Regions from separate parts of the Mus musculus genome. Here region 1 is linked to region 2. A link is a contact called in public HiChIP or PLAC-seq data. All regions are on one chromosome and are shown on one strand. Each heading gives the region's core, a stretch centred on a gene start, on an enhancer-like site or on the middle of the called end of the contact. The rest is flanking DNA. Distances are from core to core; before and after follow the strand shown. Region 1 overlaps Gm12678 (predicted gene 12678). Region 2 overlaps Pax5 (paired box 5).

Region 1 (7,241 bases), core at 4,054-6,553, 400 kb before region 2:
AGACTGAGTTACATGGTGCAGATCTGCAAAAGTTCACGGAGCCCTGTTAAGTGGGCCTTGTTTGCCAGGGAGAGGCCATAACTCTGTGGAGTGTAGGCAATCAAGGAATCCATTGGCTTCAGGAAGGCTGAAGTCTGTCAACCAGGCTTGGCAGGGGACAGGAGTACAGGCACATCTGTCCGTCTGTCTGTGAGCCACAGAGCCACCTAAAGGGTGGGGGTCAGGGGATGGAGGCAGGGGCATTCTCCGGGAAAACTTACAAACAGCATTCATATCTACTCCAAAGAGTGAAAAGGTCCCTTCTAGGCAGAGTGGGCAGAGCTCCGTGACCTGGACATCACCCAGAACTCTAGCCTCAGGCCCTTGGGGGTGCAGATTGGGGCTCTGAGCTGGGCTGCCAGCCGCCTGTTCCCAGGCTGCAGGAACTGCTGACCTCTGAACTCGGAAGTGGAAGCGAAAGGCAGCAGCCCCTCCCACCTCTCCTTCCAGTGTCCCAGGCTTTGCAAGCGAGCGATTGAGGACTTACAAGCGCCTTGCAACTCTGGTTCCCACTGCCCAGCCTCCAACCACAGGAATTAAATTTGTGCAGTGCATTTAACAGACAACGAACATTGTCCAAGGTCACAGATACATGTTGGGATTACAAGACAAGACACCGAGCAGAGACCAGCAGTCATCCACAGCCCTGTGATGGCAGCCTGCACACACTGCCTGTGCCATCAGGCAGCCCTTCACACTGCACCCTGCTTGTTCTGCATGCGACACCACATCTTTGTGTTTTAATATTTTCATTAATTCTTTAAGAATTTCATACAATGGGTTTTGATCATATTTATCATACACATCATATCATCCTGTTCCTCCCCTCTAACTCCTCCCAGATCCATCTGTGGGCCTCTGTACCCCTCCCAAGTTCACCATTTCTTTCTTCTTCTTCCTCCTCCTCTTCCTCCTCCTCCTCCTTCCTCCTCCTCTTCCTCCTCCTCCTCTTCTTCCTCCTCCTCCTCCTCCTCTTCCTCCTCCTCTTCCTTCTCCTGTTCCTCCTCCTCCTTCTCTTCCTGCCCCTCCTCCCCTTCTTCCCCTCCTCTTCCTTCTTGCCCCCTCCTGCTTCCCCTTTCCTCTTCTTCCCCCTCCTCCTCTTCCTCATCTTCCTCCTCCCCTAACTCCCTCTCTTCCTTAACCTTATAGATTCCATTTGTGCAGTCCATATAGTCGTTGGTGTGCCGTCATCCACTTGTTCGATCTACCAGGGGCCACACTATTGAAGAAAACTGAATCTCCCTTCCACAGCATCCAACAACAGTCAATAGTTAGAGGTGAGAGCTCATATCTGTTACTATTCTATTGCTGATAAAACACCGTGACCAAGGTATCTTGCAAAGCAAAGAGTATAATCTGACTTATAGTTCCAGAGGTTTAGAGTCCACCCACCCATGGTGATGGAGTAAGAGTGCAGTGGCAGGAACAGCCAGAAGCTCACATCTCGGACCACGAGCTGGAGGCAGAGAGCACGCTGAGGATAGCAGCCCATTGAAGCCTTAAGTCCTGCACAGTGACACACCTCCTCCAACAAGGGCATACCTCTTGGTTTTCCCAAACGGTTCCACCTACAGGGGCCCAAGTATTTACACATTTGAACCTGTGGGGCCATTCCCATTCAAACCACACCAGGGCTGGTGAATCTTCCCTCCATGCTGGAGTTCTGCCTGGCTTGCTCTTGCGCAGGTCTTGTGAGTGGCTGCTGTGAGTTCCTGAGTGCAGTGGTCCAGACATGTCCAGAGGTTCAGCTCTGGTGTTCCCCAACCTCTGGCTCTTACAGTCTTTCTTCTCTCTCTCTCTCCTGAAATGGTCCCATGCAGTCAAGGACTACACTGTGATGCTCTGGTCAGCTGTCAGTCTCGATGTTAACCACCATTCACTGCACGGATAACCTCCCTGAGGAGGCCTGGGGGCTACACTGATCTATGGGTAGAGAAACAGGGCCTTAGGTTGATGGTGTGGCAGAGCTTCTTAGAGGCGGACCTCTGCAGGACCAGTGTGGTGATTTGTATATGCTTGGCCCAGGGAGTGGCACTATTAGGAGGTATAGCCTTGTTGGAGTAGGTGTGCCACTGTGGGTGTGGCCTTAAGATCCTCATCCTAGTTGCCTGGAAGTCAGTTTTCCACTAGCAGCCTTCAGATGAAGATGCCAAACTCTCAGCTCCTCCAACACCATGCCTGCCTGGATGCTGCTATGTTCCCACCTTGATGATAATGGACTGAACCTCTGAACTTGTAAGCCAGCCCCAATTAAATGTTGTTCTTTATAAGACTTAGTTATGGTGTCTGCTCACAGCAGTGAAACCCTAAGACAACCAGCATACTTGTTTTCCTACGTATTTAAAATATGTGTAAGGAGACCACCTGGCATATCTGGCTTTCAGATCTGAGCAGAAAGCCGGAGAGCCGGTCCATCCAATCCTTTGATTTTATGGATGGGGAAACTCAGGCCCAGAGAAGACTCTGGAGAGTAATTCCAAATGCCAAGACTACATGGTGGCCTGAGAATCCAGCCTGCCACACTTGAATTCCCATCAGGAGAAGCGCTTAGGGGCTCAGTACGGGGTGCTGTTTCTAGGCGTATTTTAGGGACACGAACCCTTCTCATTTGACCCCCCTTTTTAAAAAACAATTCAGAGTTGAAAACACTGCTTTTCTTGACCTCAAAGGTTAGGGCTACCAAGCTGTTTACTTCTGTACTATTAGAGACTTCCCTATGGTGTCAATGCTGCCTTGGCTAAGGGATGCAGACTCAGACTTCCTCGTGGTCTCAGTGTTGCCCTGGTTAAGGGCTGTAGGCTCAACTGTTCCACCTGCTCCACAGCACTCTTGGTCCCATATCAGCTCCCATACATTCTCCCAAACTCCTCCTCTGTGGGAAGCAGGCAAGGAGGACCTTCCTATGATGACTTGGCCCATTCTGGTCTCCTTCCTATAAAGCTACCTTCATCCATATTCATCTGTTTGTCCAAACTCTGAGGTCATGGTCCAGTGTCACACAGAATGCATTTATTGGTCCTGCCTCAGGGACAATATCAGCTAGGAATACAGGGACAGTTATACAGAGAGAAGCTGAGAACTGCCACTTCTAACCTCTTTGACAATGTCACGATGAAGAGTTTATGTGCGGTGGGGACTTGGCCCATTGTCTGTTGACATAACAATTACCTGATAACGTGAGTAACAAGTAAAGAGGTTTGGTTTGGCTTGGTTTTGTTTAAGTGAGGGTCTCAGGTAGCCCAGAGGGCCTCACTGTTGCTAAGTAGCCGTGGCTGACCTTGAACTCCTGATCTTCCTGCTTCAACCTCCCAAATCCTGGGATTACAGGCACATGGCTCCACACTTATGAAGAGAGGTTTGATTGGCTTGTGATTCTGGCTGGCAAGTCTGACAACATAATGCTGGTCCTGGTGAGGGACCACTGGGGCTGTGTGGAAGTGTGGCACAGGGGTTAGAGTCTTAACCCCTTCCTGAGGACGTTAATCCTCCTGTGGAAGTGGAGCTGGGAGATGCCCTTACCTCCTGCTGGGCGTGGCCACACTGCACACTACACTAAGCTTCCAACAGATTGAGGTCTCGGGGAACGACTCACCTCTCTACTGTAGCAGGCAACAAAGCCAGATGGAAATGTGTCTACAGACACATTCCCACATTCTTCCTGTATAGCTAGAGTGTGGCCAGGCCAGCTGGTTCAGGGGACAGAGGGGACACTCACGCTGGCTGAGCCTACTCCTGCAATGTCTGGACAATGAATGCTTCTCTGGCCTGTGGCAGTGGAACCTGAGTCTTGTGACAGTCCATAGCTCTGGGTCTTGGTGGCGTCACCTCCCTAAGGACCCTCTCAGGGCCCTCCGGGCGCTGGTGATGGATGCTGCCTGGTGAGAACCACTAGGAGAGGTGGTCAGAGGAGTAGGGGAGCCCCAAAGAACTGTCACCATCCAGTGGCCACTGAAGGGCCAATTAACTCTGTTCTATTTTATTTGGGGGTATTGGCAATGAGCCCCTCTCTCCATATATTCCATCTGACTTGGGTGGATTTAATAGCTGTAAATGGCTCAGGAACAATAAAGTTTGGAAACACAAGAGTGGCAAAGAGAGAGAACAGTTTTGTTTTAAGCTCGGCGTGGCGTTGCATGGCAATCCAGAGCACCCTTAGAGGCCGTGTAGCTTCTAGGCACCCCACGGGCTTTGTCCAAGCAGCCATTGCCCCGTGCATCAGCTAGCTGGTCCCTGAATTGCCAGCCAAAAGCATCCACCATTACCTTACAACCATTTATTAAGATCACTCTTCCAAACATGGGGAACGGGGAAGGGGGAGCCAGGGGAGAGCGGTTGACAACTTCACCACCCTTCAGAGACCTGGTTAGCATTCTTGGTGGCTCTGGTCCCCAGAGGCCAGCTAGTCCAAGGACCTAGACCCTTTGCTTCTATGATCTCCACGGCCCTTCCCTCTTCAGCAGAGTTAGCAACACAGATGAGCCGGTGCTCAGTCCTAACCGCCAGCCGCCCTTCTTGGCCTCTTAGCCATTTAAATTGGACACAGTCCTTTGGGAAATGTAATTTTATTCATGGAGACTGCCCCATCTAATTTGAATACAGAATTCTGTACTGGCAAGATATGGTAGCACCAACGGCTTCTTCTTCTCTCTGCTTATGTGCCCAGCTTGCTTGAGGGCACTGTGAGTCAGAGGGAAAGGGACACTCCATCACCAGGTAAGAAAGAACATGGATGACAGACACGAAAGTCACATTAATCCGACCAGCCAGAGCACAGCCTGATTCTTACTTGATGTGACAGAAGTGGATTTCCCTACTCTCTCAGTACAGTCATCTCATCTATTAGTGACAAGAGCTCTAGGCGCATGGGGCTGTGGGAACCACCTGGTGCTGCACAGAATATGCCCGCCTGTATCAAGCCTTTGAAGTATTGGACAGAGGAATTTAAAACACTATTGGTTTGGATCACCTCCCCTCCCACTTCTTCCTCCTCCTCCCCTCCCCCCTTCTCCTTTTTGAATTGCAGATATCAAACACAGCCTTATGCATGCTAAGCAAGAGCTCTATCACAGAGCCACACCCCAGCCCCCAGACCTGTATTGTAATTTTTTTTTTTAAAGGACAGGGCTTTCTGTAGCCCAGAATGGCCTTGAACTGTCTATGTAGCTGAGGATGACCCAGAATTTCTGACCCATCTAACTCCCTCTCCTGAGTTCTGGGGTTATAGGCTTGTGCTAACCATGCCTGCTAGGTGAACCACACCTACCAGCTACCTTTCCAGCCTCTAGACAAACAGCCACACAAGGCTGCTTCCGGGCTGTGTGGTCTGTGCTGTAGAATCAACCAAGTTTGAATAGGATGGAGAGCCTGCACGAGAGGAATCTTCACAGTGTTTTCTGACTGGGAAGCATGGATGTGCTAGCCTCCCAAGTCAATGGAAATGGAGCTTTAGCAAGGACAGGCCAACTTCTGGGGAGAACACTTCCCTGGCATGTGTCAATACTCAGGACATCAGTCAGAGTTCCAATCAGATGCAGGGAGTATAAAGGCACCATGATCTGTGGGAAGGACTGGCACATGTGGCTCTATGATGAGGTATATGTTACGGGCCAGTCAATGCTGAGGGGACAAACAAGCTGGAAACAGCTTCATCTGTGATCATCAGCTGTGTGTCTGTCAGGCCCTGGGGGACTAGTGATGTGCTCCCTTCGCAGAGAGTGTCGGCAGGGTTGGAGCAGGGGCTAGAAGAGGCCAAAGGGCAAGTCAGAGGTCTACTGGATCAAAGCCCGCCATGGGCGCCACCACGAGGCATCCCTCCAGCCTGCTGAGCACGTCTTCTCATAGAATGCTTGTTTCTTCGATGGAATAAACTGATCTTTGGGCAAGATTTCTTCTCCCTACAAAATAAGGTTGCTATCAATTAATTAATTGAAACAGGGTCTTGCTCTGTATAGCGCAGGCTGGCCTTGGGTTGCTGTGGAGCCCTGGTCTCCTGAGTGGCGAGATTACCAGTATCCCTGGTTAAATCATTAACACTGTTAACAATTTTCAACAGTGTAACTTGGATATTAGTCTTGTAACTGAGTTACTCTGGTCCTCCTTGTTGGTAGGGTCATTCCTGGGTGTTCTTGCTTATGAACGGCCACACAGGAACAAACCTTAGCACCAGCCACAGCCTCCTCCTGGAAAGAACCCTGAGCAGTGGGGGTGGGGGTGAGGTGGGGTGGGGGAGCAGTAGGGGAGGGGGTGGGGGTAGGGTGGGGTGGGGAGGGGTTGGGGAGCAGTGGGGGTGGGGGTAGGGTGGGGTGGGGGTAGGGTGGGGGTGGGGTGGGGTGACATCCTGGAGTGCAGCACAGAGTTTGGCCTGTGTTGGGTGAGTGTTCTCTTTCCGTGCAGATCTATCTGGATGTAAACTTTCCACAAGGAAGGGCTGTGCTTAACCGGGCGGTATATGTGACTGTCTGTCGCTGCCACTGAGCACGCTGCTCAGCCCTGTCTTAGTCAGGGTTTCTATTCCTGCACAAACATCATGACCAAGAAGCAAGTTGGGGAGGAAAGGGTTTATTCGGCTTACACTTCCATACTGCTGTTCATCACCAAGAAAGTCAGGACTGGAACTCAAGCAGGTCAGGAAGCAGGAGCTGATGCAGAGGCCATGGAGGGATGTTCTTTACTGGCTTGCCTCCCCTGGCTTGCTCAGCCTGCTCTCTTATAGAACCAAGACTACCAGCCTAGAGATGGTCCCACCCACAAGGGGCCTTTCCCCCTTGATCACTAATTGAGAAAATACCTTACAGCTGGATCTCATGGAGGCATTTCCTCAACTGAAGCTCCTTCTCTGTGATAACTCCAGCTGTGTCAAGTTGACACAAAACTAGCCAGTACAGCCCCTAACTTCTGATCTTCAGACTTTCACAGGGATGGGAGTAGCATGCCGATCTACCCCCAGGCCAACTTCTCTATCCTGAATCCTGGAACAAAGTTTGTGACCCAGCCTCTCCAGAGCTGGTTCATCTCTGCTCTCTTCTGAGGACATGAACCTGAGTTACCCACATATCTCTGAGAGGTACCCCAGAGAAAAATTATGAAGGCATTGGGAAAAGGGAATCATTACAAATTAATAATAAATGCTATAGTAATAAAAAAAAATGAGAGGCTCTGTCCAAGCTAGAGATAACTTGTTAAGCAAATTATACATTGCACCT
Region 2 (6,351 bases), core at 2,224-4,723:
ACATGCGACATCTGTGGAAAACAGCAGCAGTGCAGGGACTTGGAGTGTGGCGTGTGGCCGTGGGCAGTGACATGTGGCTGGAACGTCTGTTATAAGCAGACCCTGAAGGGCCTCACCTAGCCTACCTGAGGCAACTTGGGAGTTCATCTCCATAAGTGGGAAGCCTGTGGGCACTTCCTTCTGAGACACAGCCAGGCTCTGGCTCGCTTGCCCCACATTCAAGACCCATAAAAGTCAGGTGTTGTCTGCCACCACGGGGAGTGGAAGGAACCCACGTGCATTGTCCTGCCCGTTGTCTGCTTAAATTGGAGCATAATGGATCAGAGTTTTGGAATAAGAGTATAACAGAGCAGATTAACACTGGACCAGAACTGTTCAAAATGTGCCACAGCAGCATAGCCAATGGTCTCAAATGGAGATGCCTAGGGGAACAAGCATGTCAAAGGAGGGGGGGGGGGGCGGGGAATAAGCCTTGGGAACAAGACAATGGACCTGCATTGCTTGGTTTGTGGCTAATGCACATTTATGCTTTTAATAGAGTTATTCCTCGGTCTGGGTCCCTGCCAACAGGACTGTGCAGCTCAAGGCTCCATTCTTGCATCTGATGGACCACCACTGGGCAGAACTTGAGAAAGCTTGGTTGTGTCGTGGCTTAGGGTGGTGCTGCTATAATGCAGGCATCAGTCCCTGAAGAATCTGAAGGTTTTTAGATACAGTCATAGGAAGCAGAACACAGAACGGGGTCAGGAAGGTTCACACAACTGCTTTTGGCTGGCCAGTAGCAGAACCAGTGCCCAGGCCGGCCCTCTGCCTGGGTCTCTATGGCTCTCCAGCCCTGCCATGGGCCTCCAGTAACAGAGGAGAGTCGCATTGTGCATTCTCTCCTCACCTCCACCCTCCGTCTCGGTTTTTCTCTTCCCTCGGCATTTCTGAAGGAAGGCCTGAGTTGGTAAGGGAAGAGGTTTTTCCCAGCAGTGGATCGATGCGCACAGCGCAGGGCTGTCCAGGTTGACAGGCTGACCTTCCCTGAGCTCTGGTTTTTGCCTCCCTATTGGGAGCCCAGGAAGGTCTTGCTGTGGAGAGGGAGGGCAAGCATCCCTTGGCCTGTGTAGGGCCAGGCTGGAGGCTGGATGCAGAGAAGAGGGGAAAGGAAAGTCTTCTGGTTGTCATTTTCACAGAGAAAACTGAGGCTTGATAATAATAATAATAATAATAATAATCTTTTTATTTGGTCACTCAGAGAGACTTTGACAGAGCCCTGTCAATATACACACATGCAGAGATATGTACACATAAGCATACACATACATACCTATGTATATATTGTTTATATTGCTGTATATTCATACAGGTGTATGCATATATGTTTACATCCTGTCTATGTGTAATATGTATATTGAATAGCATACTAATGCATAGGCTGTGTCTATGTCATGTCCTTATTTTGGTCACCGTGGTCACAGACAGTTCTGCAACGCAACAGCCCAAGTACCTGCTGATTCCTGACCCACCACCTGTCATGTGGGTCTACAAGACCACAGGGAACAGCTGAGGAACCCTTGGCTCCTTTCAGATCTCTTCTCCTCGTCCAGTTCTCCTCCTCCTCCACAAAGATTTTTTTTCTCTCCCAGCCCAGTTTGGCTCCTTCGGAAACAGAAGTTGACTGTGAAGTCACTTTGAAAGACTTTCCATATGTTAATTGCAGCCGGCAAGGTCTGGAGCAGAGGTGGGAGCGGACCATCTGCAGACAGGTCGGCCCCCAGCGAGCACGCAAATTCCTGTCATCTGGCAGGTGTCGTTTTGGGTTAATTAAGAGCTATGTGGAGCCTGTTTGCCTGTCACTTCTGAGGATTTTGGGAAACTTTGACTTTCTTGCCATCTCTGGGATCTGAGTGAAGGAGAAAATGATGCTGGAGCCCCAGGCTTCTCTGGTTGAGACCATTTCATCACCGTCCCCTCTACACTCAAATGTAGTGAGAGTTTCAGGGCTTTTTCTTTTGTATTTGGAAGGCTGGGATGTTTGAGGGAACCCACGTCTATCCTAATGTTTTGGTGTGGTTTGGCTGTTTTGTTTGTTGTTTGTTGTTGCTTGCTTGCTTGCTTGCTTGCTTGTCTGGAAGCACTAGGCACTGCTCATGCCAGTGGGGCACTCTATCCCTCCCTCCCTGGCCCTCTGCTTACTTTCTGTTTTGAGACCTACTCTCCCTAAGTTGCCCAGACTGACCTGGGGCTCCCTCCCTGTCATGCAGACTCTGAACTTGCTTGTTTCTCAGCCTCCAGAGTGGCTGGACTGACAGGTCCACACCAGCAGGCTTGACTTCTAGTTACATTCCTTAAACTTCGAAGGGAAGAGCTCTTCCCCGCAAATTCTGAGTGACCTCGCAGGGGCTGCTGGTGGCCATCAGGGGCCCTTCAGTGGTCAGAGCTAACTTGGAACCTGAGAGCATGTGATGATATAGCCACACAGCTGGGTCTTGGCATTCTCTGTAGGGTGATGCTAACATTCCAGAACTCATCAGAGTTTCTGGCTTGGGTAACATAGTTCATGCACTTGTCAAATGAAGGCATTAGTAGCTGCTTGTTTTGTTACATGTAAACTTTATATCCAAAGGGAAAATGTGCTCATTAAATTGGCTATGAACTTTAGTTCATGATATGTATACTGGAGTACTTAAAATGTACTGATATTGGCAACTTAACTTAAAAATGAAAAAAAAATGGTAACAGTAACAGGCTAGAAGGATAGAGAGACAGGCAAACCTGAGATAGCTTGTGATTAAAAGGAGGATGGCTGGAGTGGTGTCCTCTGAAATTCTTTGGACTGCCTTGCTGGGGAAGCCTGTTAGCAGTGGGTGGGTCTGCAGTGGGTGGGTCTGCAGTGGGTACCCGCCCTTCTCCCCAGCCTAGAGTTTTCTCTATCAGTCTTCAACAGAAGAGGCTTGAAACCCAGTCCCACCCCTCAGAATCAGGTCTGCAAACTCAGGATTTTGGTTGGTTGCTTGCTTGCTTGACTGGTTGGTTGGTTTGGCTTTTTTTGAGATATTGTTTCTCTGTGTAGTTCTGGCTGTCCTGGAACTCACTCTGTAGACCAGGCTGGCCTCAAATTCACACAGATCCAGCTGCCTCTGCCTCCCATGCACTGGGATTAAATGTGTGTGCTACCACCAGCCGATTTTTTTTTTTTTTTTTTTTGTCTTTTAAAACAGATTTTGTTTTTACTTATGTGTGTGTCTGTGTATCTGTATATGTGTATGCCACCGGTGTGTGGGTGCACTCAGGACTAAAAGAGGTCACCAAATCTGCCTGAGCTAGAGTTCCAGGCAATTATAAACTGCCAGATGTAGGTATTGAACTGAACTCTGGTGCTCTGGAAGAGCAAGCACTCAACAGCTGAGCTGTCTTTACAGACCCCTAAAGGCCATTTTTCTACCTTCTTCCCCATGGTAGGCAGCTCTAGGTCAGAGCATGCAGGACCACACCCAGGGTGTGGCCTGGGACTGTCTGGAGGGATCCAGCCTTTACACCTCCCTGCCTTTGCTCAGTTGACTCTTTGGGCCAAACCATTCCTTTCTGGCTGCTCTCCTTTAACACAACAATTAAAAGCAAGAGGTAATCAGATCCTTGTCTGCCACCATGTAGAAAACTACGGTGTTCTCCTTCACAGTTTCGCAGTGTTTCCAGGCTTCTCTCCCACACTGGCCTGTGACTCTGTGATCTACACTATGACCTTTGACCATGCCTGTACCGTAACTCCACTGTCCATACAAGCATGGCACCCAGGAATCTCCTCTGACCCCATGTCTGGGGAAAACACCACGTCAGACTTGTTTCAGTGTGTTTTCTGTTGCTATAACAACATACCTGAGGCTGGGTGCTTTGTGAGGAGGAGAAGTTTCTCTTGGCACACTGTGCTGGAGGTTGGGAAGTGTAAGGGCACAGCAGCAGCATCCAGCCAGGATGGAATGATGTGGGGAAAGTCAGAGAGCAAGAGCACAGGAGTGACAAGCAAGAACGCGTGGGTTAGCTTTCCACAGCTTACCCTCCTAAGAGCTGACGTCCCATAAGACTACCCTCAAAATAGTCACATGGCACCCAAAATTCTCCATGAACTTTGGAGAGGGCATCCATACACAAACCAGTGAATGGCAAGCTTTAAGGATGCATGGGCGATGGACAGGGGGAGAGTTTCAGTAATTACACAACACCTAAGACTGAATCGAGGATTCCCACTCCTCAGATGTTCACACACACACACACACACAGAGCTCTCTCACATGCATGCACACATGCATGCTTACATGTGCACACACACATACATGCACACACATGCTCACATACACAGATACACAGACACACATGCATACACACAGCTCTCTAACATTCATAGCTCTCTCACATACATACACACACGCACACTTATGTATGTAGATACACAAATACAAATACACAGAGCTCTCTCACATGCATGCATGCATGCATGCTTACATGTGCACACACACATACATGCACACACATGCTCACACACACAGATACACAGACACACATGCATACACACGGCTCTCTCACATACACACACACATGCACACTCATGTGTGCACATACACAAATACAAATACACACACTCACACACATGCTCAGACACACAGACACACATGTTCACACACATGCACACTCACAGATAAAGACACACAGACACACACACATACCACACACACGCACGCACACACACATATGCACACACGTACTCATACACATTCCATGTGGGCATTTGCATCTTCAAGTCCCTCCACTCAGGTCCTTCCATCTTCTCACACACAGCCAGGCCCTCAGCTCTCTCTACTTCCACCCCTACACCCAGATCTTCCCTCTGCATACCTAAGAACTCAGTAAAAGCTGGGAAATCCATTTGGAGCCTGTCCCCCACTTGTTAGTGGGGCTCTTTTCCATTTCCCTCCATCCCCACCTTCCCTAGTTTCTCCATGTTGGGAGGAGGTCACATTGTCCCTCCAGAAACACTGCATCACTGTGATGCAGGGCCCGTGATGCAGGTGCTTGCCTTAGTGCGTTTTCTGTTGCTATAGCAGAATGGTGCAGGCTGTACTTATAGAGAGTGAGGGTTGGTTAGCTCACAGCTCCGAGGACTGGGAGGTTCACTCAGGCAGCTGTACCCGGTGAAGCTCTTCTTGCTAACAGGGAACCCTGCTGACTCCTGAGGTGTTTCAGGACCTCACATGACCACAGGACATAGTTCAAGTCTCTCTGCTTATAAAGCCCCAGTTCCATGGTGTTAATGCCCCTCCCCCATGACCGCAGGTATCTTTAGTTACTTCCCCAAAGTCCAGCCTCCAAATACAATAATCTGATCTGGCTTCCACCCTCTTTTTTTTTGTTTGTTTGTTTTGTTGTTGTTGTTTTTTGGTTAGTTGGGTTTTTTTGGGTTTTGTTTGTTTGTTTTTCTGAGACAGGGTTTCTCTGTGTAGTCCTGGCTGTCCTGGAACTCACTCTGTAGACCAGGCTGGTCTGGTCTTGAGCTCACAGAGATCCTCTTGCCTCTGCCTCAGTGTTGGTATGGAAGGCGTGCACCACAGCACCCAGCTCCTTCCACCCTCTTAACGCTTCTTACTAGAGATGAATGCCAACTTGACTTTTTGTGTGGGGACATCCAAACCATAAGTAATGATTTATTTAGTCCATATTGAAGATGAGGAGACTGCTCAGACAGGTGCAGTCACTTGCCCAAAGCCACACATCCTTTGAGAAGAAGTGCTGATGGTTAATAAGCTCTCAGCTGGCCTCAGGTCCTCCCTTGTGCTCCCATGACACCATGAGGGGCCCAGCTTGTGTGCTAACCACAGGCCTTCATCCACAGTTTCCTCCATGGGGCCACTCCACTGACCAGACAGATCAGTTGTTTGGCACTGGTTTGCTATTGGAGAGTTCTCAGATGCTTCCATGCGTTGAACTCTAGACAGAACCTGTAGCTCTTGAAGGAGAGCCAGGATGCGCTGTGCCTCTTGGATGAAGATTCTACTGAGTGATGGGTCCTACTTACTAACAGGTATCTGAGTGACAGCTATCTGGACACAAGGTGACCTTCCCTCCCTTCTGGGGCCACATAGAATCCTCCTTGTTAATGAGACATAAAAAATCTATGATTTAAGGGGTTCCTTTGAGAGGTATCCAGAGTATGAATCAGTAGAAAGAGGCAAGGAGCCCCAAGGTAGGGCAGAGTCTTTTTTGGCTGGGTAAACTCATAAAGAAAGGTGTTTTGTTGTATGACCTTTGACCTTGGGCCTATTGGCTTTACCTCTGGAAGCCCCAGCAAAAGCTAGAACCAGGCACTTTGGTTCC

What was found. HiChIP or PLAC-seq counts read pairs in DNA pulled down with a chosen protein or histone mark.
Region 1: an Esrrb HiChIP or PLAC-seq map of embryonic stem cells shows a contact between it and region 2, with 6 times the contacts expected there. The contact joins two enhancer-like sites. A contact is called at or near these places in 3 of 115 datasets of contacts at active chromatin or transcription factors (all in embryonic stem cells) and 1 of 9 other capture datasets (embryonic stem cells).

Annotation. Positions count from the first base shown.
Region 1 is chr4:44,946,478-44,953,718 of GRCm38.p6, reverse strand. It overlaps Gm12678 (predicted gene 12678), which reads right to left. Exons shown (of 2, transcript NR_166576.1): 2 at 4,586-5,933. Among named protein-coding and RNA genes, the nearest start is that of Gm12678, 6.4 kb to the right of the region's middle. Within about 2 kb of position 5,303, at least 5 of the 459 cell types and tissues checked have an H3K27ac peak or open chromatin away from gene starts, as enhancers often do. A contact at or near this core is called in embryonic stem cells, where this site is marked.
Region 2 is chr4:44,541,238-44,547,588 of GRCm38.p6, reverse strand. All of the region lies in intron 8 of Pax5 (paired box 5), which reads left to right. Among named protein-coding and RNA genes, the nearest start is that of Mir5120, 63 kb to the left of the region's middle. Within about 2 kb of position 3,473, at least 14 of the 459 cell types and tissues checked have an H3K27ac peak or open chromatin away from gene starts, as enhancers often do. A contact at or near this core is called in embryonic stem cells, where this site is marked.